Linked DNA regions of Ovis aries: regions 2 and 3 are each linked to region 1. A link is a contact called in public Hi-C data. All regions are on one chromosome and are shown on one strand. Each heading gives the region's core, a stretch centred on a gene start, on an enhancer-like site or on the middle of the called end of the contact. The rest is flanking DNA. Distances are from core to core; before and after follow the strand shown.

What was found. Hi-C and Micro-C count contacts between places; a contact is called where the count stands out from the background.
Region 2: a Hi-C map of tail adipose tissue shows a contact between it and region 1, with 2.2 times the contacts expected there. The contact joins the promoter of CALM2 here to the enhancer-like site in region 1. A contact is called at or near these places in 4 of 16 Hi-C or Micro-C datasets (omental adipose tissue, skin fibroblasts and tail adipose tissue).
Region 3: a contact with region 1 is called in a Hi-C map of liver, with 3 times the contacts expected there. The contact joins two enhancer-like sites. A contact is called at or near these places in 5 of 16 Hi-C or Micro-C datasets (hypothalamus, liver, muscle and 2 more).

What each region holds. Positions count from the first base shown.
Region 1 is chr3:77,076,398-77,080,898 of ARS-UI_Ramb_v3.0, forward strand. No RefSeq gene overlaps it. Among named protein-coding and RNA genes, the nearest start is that of EPCAM, 47 kb to the left of the region's middle. Within about 2 kb of position 2,679, at least 27 of the 54 cell types and tissues checked have an H3K27ac peak or open chromatin away from gene starts, as enhancers often do. A contact at or near this core is called in liver and tail adipose tissue, where this site is marked.
Region 2 is chr3:77,210,890-77,215,513 of ARS-UI_Ramb_v3.0, forward strand. It overlaps CALM2 (calmodulin 2), which reads left to right and starts at 2,380. Exons shown (of 6, transcript NM_001009759.1): 1 at 2,380-2,450. The coding sequence starts at 2,448.
Region 3 is chr3:77,315,105-77,319,377 of ARS-UI_Ramb_v3.0, forward strand. It overlaps TTC7A (tetratricopeptide repeat domain 7A), which reads right to left. Exons shown (of 19, transcript XM_042246211.2): 15 at 3,629-3,789. Among named protein-coding and RNA genes, the nearest start is that of TRNAE-UUC, 44 kb to the left of the region's middle. Within about 2 kb of position 1,892, at least 14 of the 54 cell types and tissues checked have an H3K27ac peak or open chromatin away from gene starts, as enhancers often do. A contact at or near this core is called in liver, where this site is marked.

The DNA of each region.
Region 1 (4,501 bases), core at 1,429-3,928:
GGCCCCAGATTAAAGGCTGCAGCTTAATCTCACCTCCTTCCTGGCCCTGCAACTCTTGTTTCATCCTTCTAGCTGAGAACTGGATCCCAGCATCTGTTATTTCCTCTCTTTTTAATGAGAAAATTTTGTTTCAGAGAATGTTCATGAGTATGGCTGGGCGCGGAGCAAAGATGACCAAGGTCTTATTGGGTCCTAAGAGGAAAGGGCAAGAAAGAAACAAAGGAGGAGCAGCTGTGTCAAAGGGCACAGGTCAGGCATCAGGGAGGGAGCTGTGAGCAGGAGTGGATTGGGGGTGGCAACTGGAGCCTCCTGCCTGGGGACTAAGAAGCAGTAATGTCCACCCAGGAGGCAGCTCAGTCATGGGATTCGGATGTGACCAGTGCATGCAAAGCCAAGAGGATAGGGACCTGGCTGCAGGATGTCTGGAACCTAGCATGGGGCTGGAGGTCAAATACCCAGGCCTCTCCTGGAAGTTCATTTACTCGTTCCTTCCTCAATCATTCATCCATCCTTCATCAATCATTCACTGACTCCAAAAATGTTAATTGAGGATCTACTCTGTCCCAGCCCAGGCCCTGAGGCTCTAGTGGGGAACAGATCAGTCAGATGGAAGTCTCTGCCCTTAAGGAGCTTGTGTTCTAGTTGGGGGAGACAGAGGACAAGTCAAATAAATAAGTGTGCTCTTCGGTAGGTTAGATAGTGATGAGCAGAAAAGCAAAGCAGGGAAGGAGGGCAGGAAATGGAGGGGTGCAGCCGAATTAGTCCCCATGGAAGGCCTTGCTGATTAGTGGCATTTGAGTAAGCACCCACAGTGGGGTGGGGAGGGGGGATCTAGGAGGGGGGAGCGAGTCATGTGTCAGGGGAAATGTGTCTCCTAGAGAAATGGGGCCTCTTTGGGCAAGACTGGAGAAGTCTAGGCAAGACTGGGGAGGTCTGGGCAAGAATGGGGAGGTCTGAATGCAGGATTAAGGCTGTATGAGGAACAGCCCCTGGGTGAGGTTTTTATTTGCCAAGGGAAATACAAGGTGTGCCCTTCGTGTGTTTAAATACGGAAACTGAGGATCATAATAAATGATATTCAGTAAATACAAGGCATATCATTTCAAAATCACTATCATACTTCACCTTTCTAAAGAATTGTTTGTCTAAATTTATAGCTCATAGTGTAGAGCCAAACCTTAGCAACCATCACGTTTTAGCGTTTTCCAAATTAGCCACTAGTTAAAAATCTACCGGGAAGCTTGGTTTAAAGATACAGATTCCAGCTTCCTCCCACATCTAGTCCAGGGAAGGGGCCTGGGAAACTGCATGAGTCCCAGGTGATTCTGTAAAAGGCAAACTTGACAGGTACCGGCAGGTCAATCCATATTTCACAAATGAGGAAATCGAGGCCTAGAGAGAGGGGACGGACATCCTGCTTGATGTAGAACTGGTCAGTCAGGTGGAGCTGGAAACAACACTGACATTTTCCAACCCCTCCAGGCTGAAGAATGCTTTTTCACAGCATAAAGATTGCTCATGATATTTAAATTCGGGGTACAACAAGACGCAGCTTCACAGGTGGTACGGTTGTAAAGAATCCGCCTGTTAGTTTTCAGAACGAGATTCGGGTTCGACTCCTGGGTCAGGAAGATCCCCTGGAGTAAGAAATAGCTACCCACTCCAGTTTTCTTGCCTGGAAAATTCCACGGACAGAGGAGCCTGGTGGGCCACAGTCCACGGGGGTGCAAAGAGTCGGACACGACTGAGCGACTGAGCATGCACAAAGAGACACAAAAGAGAAAAGCAAGCCCCAGGGCACACACCTGATAGGATCACCAGATGCTCCTGGGCTGAGCCAGCTACAGCTGACCCTCAGACTCAGCACTGAGCATGCTGGCAGCCACGTCTGCAGGGAAGACAGGTCGGGTGACTCTAAGGAGGCAGTAAAATGATGTGTAATAATTTCATTTGATAAGAAAAGCTTTTTCCTTTAACGAACAAAATGGAAAACCCTTCAAACCTTTGCTCTTCTTTTATGGCTGTTACTGGAAAAAGGGGGAAATAAAAGACAGAACATGGCAAAATGAGAGATCTACCCGCTCTCCGTCAGAATTCTTTCTTCCATGTAATTGATCTCACACAGGCTATCTGGTGTTTCAACCTTTTGATAGGCCTTTTGATAAATAACCATGTATTTGAGGTGAAGTGAAAGTCGCTCAGTTGTGTCCAGCATTTTGCAACCCCATGGAATGTAGCCTGCCAGGACTACCTGGACCGTCCATGGGGGTTCTCCAGGCAAGAATACTGGAGTGGGTAGCTGTTTCCTTCTCCAGGGAATCTTCCCAACCCAAGGAGTGAACCCAGGTCTCCAGCACTGCAGGTGGATTCTTTACCAGCTGAGCCACCAGGGAAGCCCACGCGTTAGAAGATGCTGCCTGATGGTCTTCGTGAGACTGGGCTGAGAGGCCTGAGAAGAACCGTGTGACCTGCGGCAAGCCATAGGACTCCCTGGTCTCCTGGTGGGGGAGGGGGGCTGGCTGCGTGTCTTTCCCGAGGCCCCTTGCAGCTGTGGCACCTCTGACTTCCAGCCCTGTCTGACCAGAAGCAGTTTCTGGGTTTGTGTGTATGAGTGTATTGTGTGTGTGATGCGCACCCTAGCACACACGTGGGAACTCAGACCCCGCGCCCCACTTGTGAGGCTACCGCCACTCAGGCAGAACCGTCTCTTGGAGAAAGAAGTTTCTGTTTCCAAGCTTGCGGGCCTGTGAGGAGACACACAATTGCTTTTGTTGTTTGTTCTTCCCCTGTGGGGACAAAAGCCCTTTGAGTTGCTGTGGAATGTACAAAAAGTTCTGCGCTGAAGGGCTGGGCCTGGAAACCTGGAAGCAGGGCTCAGAGCAGGCTGCTTCCACCTGAAGCCCCCAGGGCCCTGCCCAGTCCCTGGGGCTGCCTGCTAAATGCGTCTGCATGGAGGGGAGGGAAAAGAGGGGCCCTCATTCCTGCTCCCGCATCACCTCGGGCAGCTCCGGTGACCGGCAACAACCCATCCGGAGCATGGCCTAGGTGCCGGGGGCTGTCGAGGGAGGCCTGGAGCTTTGCTTGCTCTCTCAACCCTCCCAACACCAGTGAGACTGCACTGTGTTACCCCCATTTTGCAGCTGGGGTGACCAGTCTTCAGAAGGGGACCCAGGGGAACAGTGCTGAGACAGAGCAGCTAGGGCGCTCAAAGGGGGTGTGAGGGGGAAGCAGGGAACTATCAGAGTTCAAGGGCAGGGCCACAGGGCCTCCACGCTTGTGGACACTTTGATCTCCAGTTAAGTAAAAATATAAGCGACTCTTCGGTGGAGGAAAAAGAACCTGCAACCACAAAACCTAATAGTGGAAAAAAACACCACCACCACCACCTAATAGTGGCCTTTCTCATTGCTATTTACATCTTTGGGTGGAACTACTGTCGCAGAGCGAAAGACTCGCCACAAAGAAACGTGCTTCCAAAATACTGTGGGGCTGTGCTATTTTCAGAGGGCAGTTCCCCAAGGCTGCTATTGTCTGTGTTTTTCTAACCAGGATTGGGGCAACGCCTAGGGTGCAGAAGCCAAACACCCATGAACTTTGCTCTCGTTTCAAAATGTAAATGAGTAAGTTCCAGTAGGATGTGCCCAGAAACAGGGCTAAGCAATCAGTGTGCTCTCCCCCTCACCCCCCCTCCCCCCCCCCGCCGCCGGGGGTAGGGGGAATGGGGGTGGGGGAATGGGGGATGGGGGGATGGAGGGATGGCGGGGTGGCGGGGTGGGGGCATGGGACGGGGATGATGGCACCCAGGGCTGCGAACCGTATTGGCGCGTGTTTCAAAGCACTGTGCAGTTGGTCTGTCATTGCCCGGGTCTCAGGGGGGACTGCACAATCTTCCAATCTTCCAAGCAAGAGAGGAAGAAAGGAGAGAGGTGTGGGGATGAGCCCAGCTTTTCAACGCGATCTGTTTAAACAAGACTCTTATCAAAGAGTAATCCGAAGCTCTGGGCTTTCTTACTATCTCAGCTTCCCAGGGACCGGGTATGTGACTTTGGGGTTTCAAGAGGGGGCATTAAATTGCCTCTTAGAGATCAGAGCCCCAAATAAGCAGATCAGGTTGATAAAAATGGGGGCAATTCCCCTGTGTCCCATGGGGATGGTCTTCACTCCCCATTACCCAGTATTTTCTGCACAATTCTGCCCAGACTGAGAAGAAAGCTGACATCATGGAGCAGCCTTTGCAGGCGCAGCCCAGGGCTGCAGGGGCAGAGGAGGGGATGGGAGATGGAGGAATGGACTTCCAGGCTGTGCATGGAACTTCCAGTCCTTTGGTGGCCTAGTAGGTGCAGGGCATTAATTTTTAAATCTCTATTAAATTGCTATTCTGTGTCTAATTCTTTGTTAGATGCTCTGGAAAAACCCCAAGTAGTTGATGTATAATTAAATGCATGTTCAGTGTCTACCAAGTTCACAGCATCGTGTTAGGGAAGGAACAACCGCAGCTGGA
Region 2 (4,624 bases), core at 1,130-3,629, 130 kb after region 1:
AACCATTTTAAAGTGTAGAGTTCAGTGGTACTAAATACGTAATGTTGTGCTACCATCACCGTCCATCCCCACAACTATTTTCATCTTGTAGAATGGAAACTCTTATCTATACCCATTAAACAATAACTCCTCATTCCCCCTTTCCCTGACAACCATCATTCTACTTTCTGTTTCCGTGATTTTTGAGTATTCCAAATACCTCAAATAAATGGAATCATACAATATATGACTTTTTGTGACTTACCTCACTTAGCATAATGTCCTTGAAGTTCATCCATGTTGTGGCATATTGCAGCATTTTTAAGGCCAAATAATATGCCATTTATGTACAACAGATGTATACCACATTTTGCTTATCCATTCATCCGCTGATGAACACTTGGATCCCTTTTACATTTTAGCTGTCTTGAATAGTGCCATGAACATGGGTGTAACAATATCTCTAAGATCCTGCTTTCAGTTCTTTTGAGTATATACCAAGAAGCACAATTGCTGGATCATATGGTAATTCTATTTTTAATTTTTTAAGGAACTGCCATGTTATTTTCCAAAGCGGCTGTACTGTTTTACATTCCCACCAACAGTGGTTGCCAATTTCAGAGCTAATTTCTATGTGGCTTCAAAAATGTTCATTTAAACCTGAGAGATTAAAGACTCAAAAGGGCAAATTCATTAGGAAACTCAGTATGATCACATATACACAATACGATGGTTTTATTATGGTAACCACTGTGTGCCTATCCTGTACCAGGTACTTCAACGCTTTACCTAGATGGTAATCTTTGCTGCTGCTGCTACTGCTGCTAAGTCGCTTCAGTCGTGTCCGACTCTGTGCGACCCCATAGAGGGCAGCCTACCAGGCTCCTCCGTCCCTGGGATTCTCCAGGTAAGAACACTGGAGTGAGTTGCCATTTCCTTCTCCAATGCATGAAAGTGAAAAGTGAAAGTGAAGTCGTTCAGTCGTGTCCGACTCTTAGCGACCCCGTAGACTGTGGCCCACCAGGCTCCTCGTCCATGGGATTTTCCAGGCAAGTGTTCGAGTGGGGTGCCATTGCCTTCTCCGAGATGATAATCTTTATATGATTCTAATTCTTATAACGTTTCAAGATAGGTATTGTAACCTCCATTTTACAAATGAGGCTAAAGATTAAACGTCTCATCCAAGGTCGTACATCTGACCCAACCAGTACTCATACCCAGGTCTCACTCCAAGCCAGAACCCTATTATTCCACAGTATCAAGGGGCTATTGGAATTTTGTATACTGCGTTTTTTAACCCGCCCTCCCCCGGTAAATTACCCCCATGATGAAGGCAAAGCGAAGTTGCTCAGTCGTGTCTGACTGTGACCCCATGGACTGTAGCCCACCAGGCTCCTCCGTCCATGACTGGAGGGGGTTGCCATTTCCTTCTCCAGGAGATCTTCCCGACCTAGGGATTGAACCCGGGTCTCCCGCATTGTAGGCAGCTGCTTTACTGTCAGCCAGCAAAGGGGAAGTATAAACGGAAGTTCCTTTAGGATTAGCCAGGTGAGCAGCTGCATTCGCCCTTACCAAGATTTTCATGGGCTTTGTGGGCTCAGCTGGTAAAGAATCTGCCTGCAATGCCGGAGACGTGGGTTCGATCCCTGATCAGGGAAGATCCCCTGGAGAAGGAAAAGGATACCCACTCCAGTCTTCTGGCCTGGAGAATTCCATGGGGTCACAAACAGTCGGACACGACTGAGTGATTTTCACTTTTCGCTTTGTGGCGGAGTTACATGGTAAACGTGTGGCCTCCATAAGGCGAATAAACGAGGCTGAGATGAAGAGCGCGGGGTACGGGTTTCACTGGGTCTTTCAGCTTCATTCTTAATCGCTATTTTCGTAGACCCCCCTACAGCGGGGCGGGAAAGCTTTCGTGCAAATGTAGCGAGGAAGGATGGGTGGAGGAGGAAAGCTTTCCAGCCAACCGCAGTTGCCAGGACAGCGCGGCCCGAGCCGCAACGGCAGAAGCTGCACCGCGTCCCGGCAGCGGCTGCGAGCCCCAGTGACGCATTGCAGGTACGAACCGGCCAATCAGAGGAGGCTTCAACGATCATCGCGCTGCGCGTCGTTACTACGATGCTCTTCCGCGCCGCAAAGTAGCGCCTCTCAGGCGCCACTCCACCGGCTCTTCAACGGCTCTCTAGGGAGTGAAACACACTTACGTCATCCGTTCGTCCCCTTCCCTTTATCTTTTGCATCGTCTTTCACATAATTGTGGATAAAAGGGTCTCGAGAGGAGTTGGAGGGGAGGGGGTTGGCCGGGACTCGTTTATGATGTTCCGTTATCTGAAGTGTGGCGGAGGGATCTGGCGGAGGGAGGTGTTTATGAGGCGCTGGGGGCGGAGGGGGAGAATTAGTCCGAGTGGAGCGAGCGAGCTGAGTAGTTGTGTGATTGCGTCCCGGAGACCGGTAACGCTTGCAGCATGGTGAGTGCGTCGCTAAGCTGCGGGCGCTCGGCCTGTAGGGGGTAAGGGGCTGAAGCGAATGGACGAAAGGGAACTAGCCTTTCTCACACTCTCTAGGATTGGTCTTCGCCAGGGGGATGGCGCGCCAGAGGCTGGGGGCGTCCACGGCGGTTATGTCGCAGGTGCTCCCCCACCCCCACTCTCCTCAGGGAGGTGTCCCGTGCTGTACCGGGGGCCAGGCGCACCGCCCCCGGGACCTTGGAGGTCCTCAGAGGCAGGATGAGGATGGAGCCGGGGCGGGGGCAGCCGGGGTAGGCGAGGGTGGAAGGGCGGGAGGAGCGGGAGCGCAGAAGCCTTGGGTCGGGCATCTCAAAAGGTCAGCCAGGGGCCGTATTCAAAAGCTCAACGGACGGTTGGTGCGGGCGCCAGGAAGCGCCTTTGTCCGCGCGCGGCCGCCATGCGCCGAGGGGGCGGGCGGGAGCGCGCGAGGCCCGGGGCGAGCGCCGGCGCCGCCGTTAGCCCGCAGCCCCCGCGTGCTGGGCCGGGAGGGAGCTGGGGGCGCGCGAGCGGGCGGGCGGACTAGCTGAGTGGGCCGAGTCCGCGGGGAGCGGCCGGGGGCGGGGCGGGCTCGGGACCGCGGCCGTCGCTCGCCAGACCCGGCTCGAGCCCCAGCTGCTGCGCTGGCACCTGCAGGACTGCGGAGGTCTGGGCGTCCCGCGGCGCTGCGGGGTCGTCCGGTCGGGCAACGTTTGGGGAGGTCAGCCTCGTCCGATTCCCATCCCCCACCCCACCCCCACCCCCGGCGGCTAGGAGGAAGCTCGGTGAATCCTGATCTTTCTGCTACATATGGGCCTTGAGGCCTAATTCCACTTCCCAGGCTAAATCTAAAAAAAATTTAAGTGGTTTTGTCGTTGAAGGAAATGACTATATCTGAAGTTAAGCGCAGCCTCGCACTGCGCATCTCGTTAGAGAAAGCCAGAGACTCCAGCTGGCGTTTGAAAGGCGTTTTTCTATTCACTCACCGAAAGCCAGCTCGGAGGTGACTCCCGTTCTGTTGCCAAAGTCTGTCTTACCCTCTAGTAACAATCGGAAGGATGCCTTTGACAGGGGCCACAGTCCTCTTTTGAGTGCTCACGTGCACGTTGAAATGTTTAAGATCCGTTAACACTGTATTGCCCCGCACAACACCCTTGAAAATAGCTATTTCCGTAGCGAAAATGCCAGGTCATCTTTTAGGTGCAGTTTAATTCATTTGTACATTAATGATTGTCAAAGACTATGGTGATAAAAGAGTATATAGGGGGACGGGATTTTTTTAAAGCATTTTCCTGTCACTTGAGACCGGAACTCTTGCTCTTTCCTGTTAAAAAAAAGTCTAATGAGAGCGGTAATTTGCAATACTTATTTTGTGGTTCCTTCTGCCAAGTGGTTACAGGCGATGGGTGTGTCCAGGAGGCAAGGTGACATCTTAAACAGGAGTTGGGAATCCTTGCCAACTGAAACCTCCACCCTGTATGGGTGTGGGGAGAGGAGTTCACATTTGTTTGATGTACCCGTTCCATTTTGATATTTTAATTATTTTATCCTAAATTTGAATATGCTGGTTGAATTTACTATTTTAGGTGAAAATAAAAGCATGTAATTAAGGATCTGAATTGTGGGGTGAATTTTTTTATATTATGTAAATGAAAAGTTTGTTTCTAATCACTGATAATTAAATCAAGATCTCAGATTTTCTTGATGAGGCACAGTTTGTATCTACCCTTTCGTGGTCCTTTGCCAAAAGTAAGCTTTTGTAGTTACTGATCACGTCATTACTGTTTTGAGTGTTTTTGACCGTCATTGTTAACTAAATTGGGAAGCATCCTTGCTAAGTCACTTCAGTTGTGTCAGACTCTTTGCGAACCTATGGACTGTAGCCCGCCAGGCTCCTCTGTGGGATTCTCTGCGCAAAAATGCTGAAATGGGTTGCCCTTTCCTACTCCAGGGTATCTTCCCCACCCAAGGATGGAACCCTCCTGTCTTATGCCTCCTGCATTGGCAGGCAGGTTCTTTACCGGTGGCATAGGTAATTTTATAATTACAAGACCTGAAGGTTTAAAATTAAGATTCCATAAAGTCAAAGAATGAACATTTATTTGATACGGAATAAGTTTGTTCACATGGCTCTTGGGTTTACATATAGTTGATATATA
Region 3 (4,273 bases), core at 642-3,141, 240 kb after region 1:
TTCCACTCCCCAGCATCCCCCGGTGCCAGCCCTCCTCCACCCAACACGCACCTGCCAGCCTCTCCTTCACTTTGCACAAAGGAAGAGCAAGGTCTCAGCCACTGGAACCGGCAAGGCGCTAGGTGGCACCCAGACCTGGTGCCTTTGAGTGCCCACAGGACAGACCTTGTTGACAATGCTGAGGTCAGGGCATCTACCCCATCACTGGGGGCGGATTTTTTTGTCTGGCTGCACTGAGATTTATTGAATTAGGGGTTTAATTAACTGCCGTGGCAACAGCTGGAGCTGCACACAGCTTGTTCCCAACGCAGGGAGCAGCTGGAAGAGCAGGCTGCAGTTTCAGCTGAAGGGCAGTGACACTCTCCAGTGATCCCTGACCGTAATGGGCGCAGTGACATTTCCTGCTAGTCCACGGGTCTCATCCGTGGGGAAAAGCACTGAATTATCTGCAAAGACCCACGGTCACACCCTAGGTCACTCCACAGTGCTGTGGTAGGTGGCTATTCCCCCTCATACCCCACTGTCCCTCCCTCCTGACGCCCCCCTCCCTGTTTTTTTTGGCTTAAGACAACAGAAATATACTGTCTTACAGTTCTGGAAGCCAGAAGCCCCTTATATTTTATTCAGTTAGTTTTGTAGCCTTTTAGGGCTGGCCCAGTTCAAAGGGGAGCTCCCCATGGTCACGAATGTGAGGGGCACACGGTGGCTCAGAGATAAGAACCTCCTCTCTCCGTGGATGGGCAGGTTCACAGAAGCACCAGGGGAGATGGGATGCTCTGGGCCCCCAACGCTCCACAGCAGGCTTCTCTGTGGTGACAGAGGAACACAAGAACCCCAAGTGTGCTCTGGGAATGGGACTTCCTCGGGCTGGGACGCCAGAGGTGTCTCCCCGTGCTTCCAGCCCGAGAGGGCCTGAGGCCCCTGCAGTGGCCCTGCGGTGTTTGGATAGAGGGGCTCTGCTCCCAGGGCAGAGGCTGCCCCAGGCTAAAGGCTCCTGTCTGCAGAAGCGGGGACCCGGCTGACACCGAGCGGCAGCCACCATACGCGCTGACCACCAGCACAATCTCCACCCGGGGCTCCCCGCTTTTTTTGGCTTCTATTCTCCCGATGCAGGCACACAGGCGCAAATGTCACAGCTCGGGTCCAGGTATTCTTGGGGGCCCAGGAGGCCACTCACGGGGCTCTGGGGGAAGTCACCAACCTCACAGCAAGGCCCCACCCCTGGCCCCACCTCTCCAAGACACTTTGAGTGACTGAAGCATTTCCTGGGGAAAGAGTCCGCACCTGAGTGAGGTGAGAGGAAAGAAGAAGGGGGTGGTGGAAGTGCACTTGGAGGACCAGAAAGAGACGGTTCCGCACTCAGCCCAAGAACCAGGCGCAGGTGGTGGGGGCGGCAAGGAGGAAGAGGATGGCGGCGGGCAGGAGACGCCTCCCAGGGCGTGAAACAAGACAGGTGAGGTGGGCTTCTGCCTCGCACATGGGAAGTGTCAAGCCGACTTCAAAAAGTGGCGCTGGCCTCGCCACATCAGGCCAGGGAGGGGATTCCGCCAGCACAGAGCATCCAGCCCAGGGGTTAGGAGGAGACGCGCGCAGTCAGATGGGCGACACTGGCATGAGAAGCTCCTGCACGGGATCGGGGGCCCAAGGGAGCAGTCTGTGCAGCCCCTTCTGCGGCTTCCACGGGACAGCCCTGCGCCCATCTGCTCGGTCGCCATCTGTTAATACATGGAAGATTTCACTCGGATAAAGGACAACGTCTGACGCCTGGCCCAGCCTCTGGTTTCTTCTGTGACACACACTGAGCCAGGGGCTGGATAAGGACTCTAACCCGTTTACTGTTCTAACCCTTCCGCAGAAGCCTAACTGACAATAAAACACACAGAGGCACGCCCATACACACACACACGCACACACACGGCTGGCAGCAGGCCATGGGTCTGACCCTGCCAGATAGTCTTGAGCTTGGGAAAAAGCCAGGTTAACTGGTACCAGAAGAGGAAGACCTTTGTCCTTCCTGTATTTTTATAAAAGTAAAAAATAAACTTCTAAACAGTAGGTCTTGGTGTACTGTATTTGGGATTAGGTAACTACACCTTGTCCACACACAGTTCTATCTACGTGGTGCATGCCCTAGGCGACTTGCCTTTTAAAGTGAACTAATTTCAATTTTAATAATCTCTCAAATATAGAAGGGAGGCCAAGAGCCAGGGCTGTCTTGTGAACACAAAGGACAGGCTATGTGGAGCTGGCCTTGCACCATCTCGGCTCACACCTGACCAGGGGCAGCTGGGACTACCTGGGCTCTGCTGACCCTAGTCCAGACTAACACCCCCACCCCGCCCAGAGCATCGTGACTCCTGACCCCGCTGTTCTGGCCCAGGTGGGTCCCAGCTGCTCCTGGTCAGGTGTGAGCTGAGATGGTGCAAGGCCAGCTCCACATAGCCGGTCCTTTGTGTTCATAAGACTTGCTGAGGACAAAGCCACTCCCAGCAAAGTCCACAGGCAAAGCCACCGTGGCATCTTCTGAAGGAGGCCCAAGGCACAGGGAAGCCCGAGCCCCTGGCGCAAAGGGTCAGTCCTGCCTCTGCTGGACTATAGGTAAACAGACAAGTGCTTGGGCTCTCCACGTGGAGGGACTCTCCCTGGGCCGGGCCGCCTGAAGCTCCTCTCGATCACTGATCTCAGCTGTGGCACCCACCAATTTCCCTAATTCTTTGTGGAACTGTTTTCACTGCCAGCGTGAGTCACCTCTCAGGGCACCAGGACCACACTCCTTTCTGCTGTCTAAGGACAACAGCCTTTGGCTGGTTCCAAAGGGTTCTCTTTCAAACCCTGAGCACAGTGGGAGTGGGGGTGCTCAGGGCCCCTCATTCTGGGATCAGGGGATTCAGAGAAACAGGGTTTATTAGCACCCAACGTTACCTGTCTCGGGGAAGGAGGGCAGAAATCAAAAGGTGACCTCCCCCTCATTTCCTCCCAAGGGGCAACGCACCCTCCTGCGTCAGCCAGTCAGTGAGGCTCTTGTTCCCCAGGGTCCTGGTTGGATGGCAGCAGGTCCCCTGTGTATAGGTGGGGGCAAGAGGGTCTAGTCCTGCCCCACCCACCACCACTGGGGCCACGTGCAGCGTGAACCCTGCTCCCTAGAGACAGGCATCTGGGTGATGCGGCAAGCAGGAGCTGTGGAGGAGTCGAGGATAGAGGGAGAGGCCAGGACCACTCTGGGGGGATATAAATCTTCACCCCAACTGCCTGTGGCCTTCTTGGAGGTAGGGGCCAGCTCACATGGCCTCTATCAGCCCAGCCACTGTTAGAAACCATCCTTGGCTGGCTATGCCAGGGTTATGGTTAAGTCACACAAGTTAGTGTCCCCATGATGCTCAAATGTACAGTACAGGGCGGGATGGAAGCAGCTCGGGCATGTTATCTTAGAGCACAGTCTCCTTGGTGGTCCACACAGCCCTCCGTGGAGCCTGCAGTCACCATCAAGAGCTTCCTCCTCCACACACGGTGCCTCCTGGCACCAAACAAAACGCCAGAGCCAGGCTCCGAGCCCACAGGTCCTCGGCCCGCCTCGACTCCCAGTGTGTGCCCGACCAGCCCCAGCCCAGAGCGTCCACAGGGAACTCACTTGAAGTTCTCAGGGTACTCCGTGATGGCCATGTTGATCACGTCCAGGGCGTGCTGGTAGTGTTTCTGGGCAGAAAAGAGGAGCGCCAGCAGATGGAGGGCATTGGCGTCGTCCCTGCACACTTTCAGAGCCTCCTGCAGCTGCTCCATGGCGCTGGAGATCTGCCGGAGAAAACTGCCGGCTTAGCAACCTTCCCCAAGGCCCAGCCTGCTCCCCGGACTCGGGGGCCAGGTGCCAGCTCACGAGGCGCAGCAGACCCAAGTGAGACCGCAGGCACTGTGGGGCAGGCAGGGGCTCTGATGAGAAAACACCCGTGAACACCATGGCAAGAAGAGTCTGCCGTTCCATGTCAGTGCTGTCTCACAGAAGAGAGAAAAGAGGGGCAGGTCCACAATGGATCATGAAGGACTGGGCGGGAAGCCCCAGCCAAACTGGAGGAGGGGGACTGTGAGAGGCCACCCAGACCACTGGCTACAGATCTCTCCCATTCTCGCAGTGACTGGGGCTGACAGACACATGCTGCCTCCTACTCAGGGACTCAGTGGCAACAGCTTAGGCCTGGGGTTAGACGGGATGTGAATTCCAACTCTGCCACTTCCCAGCTGGCGCCAGGGCAGAGGACTTGGCCTCTCTGAGCTGCAGTTC